Regions from separate parts of the Triticum aestivum genome. Here region 1 is linked to region 2. Evidence: chromatin contacts called from public Hi-C data. All regions are on one chromosome and are shown on one strand. The core of a region is the stretch at or near the end of the contact, and the rest is flanking DNA. Distances in the headings are between cores, read along the strand shown. Region 1 holds the start of LOC123141482 (protein STICHEL-like 4). Region 2 holds the start of LOC123141471 (ubiquitin domain-containing protein 1).

What was found. A called contact is a pair of places that touch in the nucleus more often than the background predicts.
Region 1: a Hi-C map of leaf shows a contact between it and region 2, with 5 times the contacts expected there. The contact joins the promoter of LOC123141482 here to the promoter of LOC123141471 in region 2. A contact is called at or near these places in 1 of 5 Hi-C or Micro-C datasets (leaf) and 1 of 1 datasets of contacts at active chromatin or transcription factors (leaf).

What each region holds. Positions count from the first base shown.
Region 1 is chr1B:599,938,066-599,942,476 of IWGSC CS RefSeq v2.1, reverse strand. It overlaps LOC123141482 (protein STICHEL-like 4), which reads right to left and starts at 2,847. Exons shown (of 6, transcript XM_044560611.1): 1 at 972-2,847; 2 at 350-569; 3 at 1-198. The coding sequence starts at 2,669.
Region 2 is chr1B:599,740,234-599,744,868 of IWGSC CS RefSeq v2.1, reverse strand. LOC123141471 (ubiquitin domain-containing protein 1) reads right to left here and starts at 1,898. Exons shown (of 4, transcript XM_044560601.1): 1 at 1,685-1,898. The coding sequence starts at 1,718. It also overlaps the pseudogene LOC123141462.

The DNA.
Region 1 (4,411 bases), core at 1,598-4,097, 200 kb before region 2:
CATCAGGGTATGTAGGCAAACCCTGGTTAAAACTTGTACTTGTCGATGAACTTGGCAGTACATACTGTTTATCAGGAGCAAGCTGGAGCAGAGCAGCTGTAAGCCAGGTCATCTTATCATTTGAGACCCTCAACTGTTTTTCAGCTTCAGAGAGTGTTTTCAAGGCCTGTCGCAATTTTTCCATATCCTCCTTTGATACTGTAATCAATGCAACAAAAAATACAATGTGAAAACAGAACATTTACAGTAGTAGACTTCCATGTAATACATGGTTCAGGGCAAATTATCCCCTACTGTAAAATCCTTTCAAAGTAATAAATAAATAGATAAAAGGAATATCGTTGCTTACAGGTTGGACGTTTGAAGAATTTTCTTCGAATTCTTTCCTGTGTGAATGTGTAGGTGCCAGCAAGGATGTCAGTTATTATTGTGGCGAGTTGAGACATTAGGGACAAAGGCTCAACACCTGTCTCAGTAATATCACGCAAAGCTTTCACCGTGTTTGCAGTGTCAGCAGATAGTGCCAAATCAAGCAAATTTACCAATTTATCATCAGAAACCAAGCCAGCCTGTCAGGTAACGAAGTATTAAAAACGACAACCAACCTAAAAAAACTCAAAAAAAAAGAAACGACAATCATATCGCTACACTTAGAATGCAAGAATGTGTTATTTAGAGAGATAAAAACAAGTATTTTACTAAAAAGGTGTTTGGTGCTTCCAGTTGTGACTCTTAACTTACTGAACTCTTTTGTACAGTATGCCAAAATGGGAACACACATTGGAAGAGAAATTTGAAGTGTATGACGATGATATAGTTAATTCAGCTTCACAACATATTCCAGAGTTATATAAGCAATAACTTCCCAAGCTACAGAATTCTTTGCCATTTTTATTTAGCCTGAAATTATCCAATTATCCATATTACCTAATATAGAAGTAATTCTTATGACTCATTGTTGGAAAACTTACAAGTTCTTGAACAAGTGGCATTGTAATTCTCTGCCCAAGCAAACTCAATTGATCCAAGGTCATCTCTGCATCCCTCAATGACCCATCTGACCGGGAAGCAATAAGCTTCAAGGCATCTCTATCGACATCTAGGCCATCACTAGTACAAATCCACTGCAAAGTGTTGACAATGTCGCATTCCTTGAGTTTGGGGAAGAAGAACTTTTGGCACCTTGACATAATTATATGTGGGAGATCGAGATTTGGGCTGATGAGAACAAAAACCACGCGCCGAGGGGCACGCTCGACAACCTTCGATATGACACTCCACGTGTCAGGCGGCAGTGTGTTGCAATCATCCACGATGAACACCCTGTGGTGCGCCGGTAGCGGCGAAAGCATCACATTGTCAAGGATATCCACAATGCTGTCCAGGTCAATGTTGCCAACAGGCCCAATCTCCACCAAACTTCTACTCTTTCCCAGATTGTGCGTGATACAAGACGCACATGTGTCGCAAGGCTTAGGGTGTTCAGGAGAATGGCAATTCAGCGCCTTGGCGAACACCCAAGCACACGATGTTTTACCTGTACCGTGCGGCCCATAGAAGACATAAACGGACCCAATCTTCCTCTTGAGAATGGCATTGGACAGCGCCTGCACAACCAAGCTCTGCCCAACAACGTCCTTGAAAGTCCTGGGTGCATACTTCTGAGTGAGGCTCCGGTGCCGGCCACGCTGCGAGCCCCGCGACTTCTGCCCCGAGCGCGCCTCGGACATGAGGTCGGAATCCAGCTCGCTGCTCTGGTTGGAGAAAATCCCGAGCTCCCCAGAGAAGCTCCTGGAAATGGCACGGATGCCATTCCGCGTCCCCTCGGCGAGCAGCGGCAGTGAGTCGGAGTCGGAGCTGGTGGAGGAGGTCAGCCTCGCCGTCACCGGGAAGTGCGGGTGCGAACGCGACCCGTCCGCGTAGACACCGCAGGAGGCCGCGGAGGTGGCGGCCAAGGACCTCCGCGCCGCGGCGGCCGACTTGGGGTCAGACAGGCCGCAGGAGAGGCTCCGGCCGGCCATGTCGAGGATGGACTTGCTGCGGTGGTGGAGGCGCGACCAGTTCCACGGGATGCCGCAGACGTTGCGCGAGTGCTGCGACGCCTGGGGCCGCGGGCGCTGCTGCAGCGCCTCGCTGCCGTCGCTGTCGTCGCCGCCCGCGCCGGCGCCGAAGAAGTACCTGTTGCCGCAGACGGCCTCCTGGGAGCTGGAGTTGGCGGAGAAGGCGCCGGCGCGATCCAGACCGCCGGCGTCCGCGCCCGCAGCGGGCGCGGCGCGGCGGCCGGCCCCGCGCCTGAACCGGCGGCGCGGGCGGCGGGCGGTGGGCCTGCTGGGGCGCGGGTCCTCCGCGAGCTGGTCGAGGAGGGTCTTGAGCGCGCCGCGGCCGGGGGCGGGGGGGTCCTCCGGCTCGGGGGGCTCGGCGGCGACGCGGGAGGAGGAGTCGACGGAGCGGCGGGTGGAGGGGTCCCGGAGCGAGCGGGAGCGCTGCATCGCGAGGAGGTCCCGCATGAGCGACGCGGAGGACTCGGGGGGGCTGCGCCGCCGGCCGGACGCGCTGCCGTGGCTGTGCGCGTGGTGGTGGCGCAGGTGGATGCAGTTGGTGAGGTGCGCGTGGGCGCGGAGGTGCTCCCCGCTGCTGCCGCCCGCCGCGCTTTCCGGCGGGGCCGGCATTGCGCTGGCTGCGCTGATCCGGCCGCGACGAGCTCTCCGGCTAAATCATCGGGGCCGGCCGCCCGGGAGATTCGGGGTGCTGGCTCGTGCCTCGCGGCTGTTGACTGGAGTCATGGGAGACTGGGAGCGGTTCCGTTCCGAGGGGGAGGGTGGTGTGGCCTAGTGTGAGGCGGCGTCCACCGGGCCGCGTGCGGGAACTGGCTGTGACTGTGATGCCATCGGCGCAGGCTGCACGGTGACACTTCTTTCTACTAACCTTCCACGTATTTGGAAATTGTTATACTCTATTTGGAAATTGGAGTATTCATTGCCTATGCATCGTATGCTGAAGCTTCAAATTACTATGGTCCTCACAAACTAGGCCTAAATCTCTAGATGTCTGGAAGATATATTACATAAAGCTAAGGGCACAGGTTGGAATCCATGGCCCACCATACTCATTATGATCTTCGAGGAAAGAAAATGAAAATGCAAAATTTTAATGTCAACAGATGGATGGATGTTGAAAGATCAAGCTCTTCTCTACTTCAGTAAGGTTGATAACGATGTTGTCCCATCCATCAATGACCCCCCTCGTCTTCTCGCTCTAGGTCGACAGGTGTCGTACCATCGACCGATGGAGAAGCTAACACGAGAGCTCGGATAGGAAGCTCGCAGCACACCCAACATGGAAAGAGACATCAAGCATGAGAACTGAATCTGGACCCCAAACCAAACCTTGAGGAACACCATTGTCGTCCACCCCACCAGCGCACACCCTTGACCAACAGACAGCACTTCGAAGAAGAAAATGACGCCAAAGCACCACAAACAGACTTGAGTCTGGCAAACCAGACCCAGGGTTTTCAACCGGGGGGGAGGGGGGAGGGGTTTGTATCCACAAACAATGTATCTAGGTCGTTGTCGCCACCTATTGATGGGTGCCCAACCTCCCGACACAATAAATGGCTCCTTTCTCATGTTTAGTTGCTTTTATAGTGTCCAAAATATCTTATATTTAAGTGTAAATATTTAGAAATTCAACATCATTTTGTGTGTGTGTGTAAAAGAATTTGTATTACTCATCAACCAAGGTACAATCCGTGAACTAACCCGTGGTTGGATGGTTAGGTGGACAATGGTAGCCCCAGCCCATCAGAATTCAAGTCATGTTGCTTGCATTTATTTCTTGATTTATTTCAGAAAAATATCTGACGATGCGCGTTAGTGAAAGGGGACGTTTCCATCAACTACGAGACATCTTTGTTGACTTCGTCAATCTCAAAATGATCTGCTCTACAAAGTTCCTTCACATCGGTTGACCTAACAAGGAGCATGATCTGTCATACAAGTTTTTTTTTGTGTGTGTGTGAAAAAGATCTACTACCTAGGTAAGTCGATGGTGCTTTCCTCTCTCGCTTTTCAGGTGGCATGCCATGCCTTTCCATTTATGGCGCCATGGACCTTGCGAAACCTGTTTCTATCCGTGAATTTTGTCTTTTTGGTCAGTGAAAACGGAAGCAAAAAGCATGTAACGGATTGTAGTGCTGCTCAAAGCCTTGAAAAGGAGTGGCGCGCGCTTGTTTGCTAACCCTCACTCAAAGCCTACGAACCCGGCCTACACCTTTGTTTGTCCTGCCTACTTCAATTTTTACTTTGTCTCATGCGCCGTGCCGCCTTTAGCCCTTTATTTGTCGCTCCTTCGCGTGGTAGCCAGGGATGGTCGAAATTGTGGTTTACTGGAAGTCTGAAGCCGTGATGTG
Region 2 (4,635 bases), core at 649-3,148:
ACGAGCTCGCCCAGCCTCGCCCTCGCCGCCACAGCCTCGCCCTCGCTGCGGCACCGTGCTCTCGGACCCGAGCCCCTCGCGCTCCTCCTGACGCCGCCGGGGGCGGCCGCGGCGCCCGCGGGCTTCGGCCTGAGGAGCGCGTCCAGCGACGGCGGGCGCGGGGCGCAGGGCGCCCGCGGGCTTCGGCCGGAGGAGCGCGTCCAGCGACGGCGGGCGCGGGGCGCAGGGCGCCCGCGGGCTTCGGCCGGAGGAGCGCGTCCAGCGACGGCGGGCGCGGGGCGCAGGGCGCCCGCGGGCTTCGGCCTGAGGAGTGCGTCCAGCGACGGCGGGCGCGGGGCGCAGGGCGCCCGCGGGCTTCGGCCTGAGGAGCGCGTCTAGCGATGGCGGGCGCGGGGCGCAGGGCGACGGCGGCCGCGGGGCGTGCGACGACGGACGCGGCGGGCGGGCGGGAGTGGCTCGGTGTGGGTCGCTGACCTGTGGGCCAGTGGCGGACACGAGCGGACGAGAGAGGCCGAGGAGCGCGTCCGTCTGTGTCCGTTCAGACCCATTTGTGACCCAACTTTGGTCTGGATTTGGGGTTGGGGTGGACTGAAACGGACACCAGCGGACAGCTTTGTCCGTTTGGGTATTACCGCTGGGTCGTATTTACCTCAAACGGACAAAAAGCGGACCGGATGGGTCATGGATGGGTCGTGCGGTGGAGTTGGCTTTACCGCTAGGTCGTATTTTACCTCAAACGGACAAAAGCGGACCGGATGGGTCACGGATGGGTCGTGCGGTGGAGTTGGCCTAAGTTACTTGGCCAGTAATTTGAGCAGAACTACCAGCGCACTATATCAGTGATCACTGAACAGACAAATATTTAAAGGGGAAAAGATGTTCACTTAAAATAGTATGTAGACCAAGCATTGGTGCAAATAAGTGCGTCTTTCTGAAATGCTCCACCTCGTAAAGTAGCAGGAACTAGATATAAAGTACCACGAACTAGATATAAAGTACCACGAACTAGATACGGTGTTAGCAACTGATATAAAAAATGTGCGCTTAATCCGAACAAACTCTACTATATCAGAGAATGAACCGTCACATTTGCTTGCAAGTTATGTTGAAATTAGTACCATTTTTCTGTGGTCCTAGATGAAAAAATTCATCTGATTTACACTGCAGACTAATGATAATTTTATTTTGCACTACTGACTTGACTGTAAGCCTGATCGCAAAGGGGAAGAAAATATACCATGGACCAAAAATTACTCAGCACACACTGGCAAATCTAATGACAAAACGATTCGTAGTAATCGTCACGTAACACTGAGTAAACCTCGTCCCCAGGAGCAATCCTGCCACTCTTGTGCAAGAGTAAGTGCTGACAAAATTCCGGCAACGAATTCTTTGGCTTCTTGGTCGGCGCTCTGAATCGATAGCTTCAGGTGTCCATTTTCGGTCAAATATCAACTAGAGCAACAAATTTAAACGGGTAGCAGTACAACAATTGAAGCCATCATTATTATGCAACTAAGTAAAAGCCGAGGAAACATATCAACGGAATGAGTTAACCTTACTCCTCCGGATGCAGTCCCATACTCCCATGATACAATGGGACATTTTTTTTTAACTAACCAGGCAACAAGCCAACAAGAAGAGAAGCACTGGTGAAGAGGAAGCAAGCAAGAGAAGATTTTACCGTCAACTTTGGGCGTGGATCCAGCGCAGCCCATGGCGGCCGCCGATGATCAGGCGATCGGACGAGCGAGCGAATCCTCGAGGCGGAGCCGGATCTCGCCGCGGGAGCAAGCGGAGGCTCCTCCCCTGGGACTGGGAAAGGAGAGCACGGTGGATTGCAGCGGAAGCGAGACGCCGAGGATCAGCGGCAGAGCGACGAGACTCCAGGCGACAAGTCAGGGAGAAAAACAAAGAAAAAAAGAGGAGAGCCGAGCAGAGAGAGAGAGGTGTCCCGCCACGTGGCCTCCCCCAACAGCCCACGTGGCCGTTTGGCCCGCGTCCACTCGCCCGCCGCCAGGTGGGCAGCGCCAGCGCCCGACACCCCCTCGAGCCAGACCCACCCGCGCCCACGGCCGCTGCCACCCGGGCCCACCTCCCGGGCACAGAGCACGCCGCACCTCCCCCCTTCCCGTCCCTTCCATCCATCGCCACGCCTCGTGTCCCCTCCGCCATTCCCCCGCCGCATCTGGAGCGACCTCCCACCGAATAAACCCCCAAAACCTAGCCGCCGTCGCCCCCGGCCGCCGCCGCCGTCGGCGCCGCCGCAGCCATGAACGCCTTCCGGTTCCTGGGGGACATGACCCACCTCTTCTCGGTCATCGTCCTCCTCCTCAAGATCTACGCCAACAAGTCATGCTCAGGTAAGCCGCGCGTCGCTAGGGTTTCGGCCGGCGCCTCGCCTCGCCTTGCCCGTCGCTCACGGATCTGCGCCGCGCCGCAGGGGTGTCGAGGAAGACGCAGGAGCTGTACCTGGCGGTGTTCGTGGCGCGCTACCTCGACCTCTTCACCGACTACATCTCGCTCTACAACTCCGTCATGAAGATCGTCTTCATCACCACCTCCGCCGCCATCGTCTGGTACATGCGCCGCCACCCGCAGGTGCGCCGCACCTACGACCGGGACCAGGACACCTTCCGCCACCTCTTCCTCGTCGCCGCCGCCTTCGCGCTCGCCCTCATCTTCAACGAGCGCTTCACCCTCCGCGAGGTCATGTCGCCTCATTGACCCCTGCCTTGCGTTCTCTTCCTTGCCTTTCCGAATTGATGACGTTGCGAGATCTGCTAAATCTGCAAGCTATAAGAAATTTGTGTTTTGCTGCGGTAGCTACTAGGTTCTCCAGGCTCACGCTTCGTCTGTGAGAAACTGGCTGCTAGTCATGCGTGACACTGCCGTTTAACAGATCCAGCCGAGTGTGACCAGTGCGGCCGCATCGCTAAACCCATTTTGCAGTTTGATCTGCCAAATTCTAGAATAATCATGTCAATTTGCGTTTAAATATACTTAACAGAGTGTTCTGTTGCACTAGGAAAATATATGCATTACTTGGCAGTGGTTATTGTTTTGGCAAAATTATGTTTAGCCCATTCGTTTGTGTGTTTGCTTATGTGCTACAGCTTATCTTATTTGTATGTGACCACCTTTTCTGAGAAACATGTCACCTTTCTTCTTGTGAGTAATTAGTAGTACAGTAGTGAAATGTGACCAAACTGTTTTAGTAATTCATTATTGTGGTGCCTGAATTTATCATAATAATACTATCATAATACAGATATGCTGGGCATTTTCGATTTACCTGGAGGCAGTGGCGATTCTACCTCAGTTAGTCCTACTCCAGAGAAGCAGAAATGTCGATAACTTGACTGGACAATATGTTCTCTTTCTCGGGTATGATTTTACACCAAATGGGCTTATCTTGTACTAATGAAACCAGTTTTCATTTCATGATTCATATAACATTTGCTGTATCCTACTCCATCCGTTCCTAAATATAAGACATTTTAGAGATTCCAATATAGACTACATATGGAGCAAAATCAGTGAATCTGCACTCTAAAATATGTCTATATACATATGTATGTAGTCCGTATTGAAATGAAATCTCTAAAGGACTTATATTTAAAAACGGAGGGAGTATATGTTTGTAAAGATATTCTCTATACAAGGTCTAAAACCATCTAGTGTTATATTGTTGACACTTCACAAGGCAAAATTAGTACTGTAGCTTTTATTTAGCTGTTTGAATGGTTAGTCAGATTATGTGCAATCAAGTGTTAAATTGTTCTTTGAATATTACCCTGAATGTTTACAGGATATTTAATTTTAATTGTTCAGGGCATAGGAGTTAAATTTAAATTAGAGCACACCTTAATTCGTGCATCCGTGCTTAGTTAGTTTCTTGGGGTGCATTTGGTTAGACCTAGGTCAATCTTGAACTGAAATTTCCAAGTTTAATTAGTTGTAGCCATGTTGGTTACATTACGCTTAGCATGAACTCGCTTCGTTCGAAAATATAAGGTTCTTTTTCTGCAAAGTCAAGCTTCTATTTGTTTGACCAAGTTTATAGAGAAAAATATCAATATCTACATAACCAAATCATTATCATTAAGATTCATCATGAAATATATTTTCATATTTTATTCATTTGGTAGCTCTTGTATTTCTTTACGGAGGGAGTATTATAGAGATGTATATATTTTAATATAAAGTTAGTCAAAAGTAGAGAAGTTTAAATTTTGGAAAAATTAATACACCTTGTATTTTGGAGCGGAGGGAGTACATAGTTTATTGTAGCTAGACTTGAATTAGACCTGTGACTTGTGTAGAACTGATTTTCAATCTTGAAATAACTGATTGACTCCAAGCATCTACATGAAAATTGTGTCCCTGCATCTTCAGTTGTTTTTTCTGTTGCTACTGAAGCAATGCTTGTTTTGCAGGGCCTACCGTGCATTCTACATTCTAAACTGGATTTACCGTTATTTCACGGAGGGTCACCAAAGCAGATGGATCCGTGAGTCCATATCTTTGTTTTTTTCGCTCATGTTTCATGCTCCACGTTTTATCCCAATTACCATTTCCTGATGCCCCCGTTTCTTTCAGCCTGGATTGCTGGTTTGGTCCAAACTGGTCTAT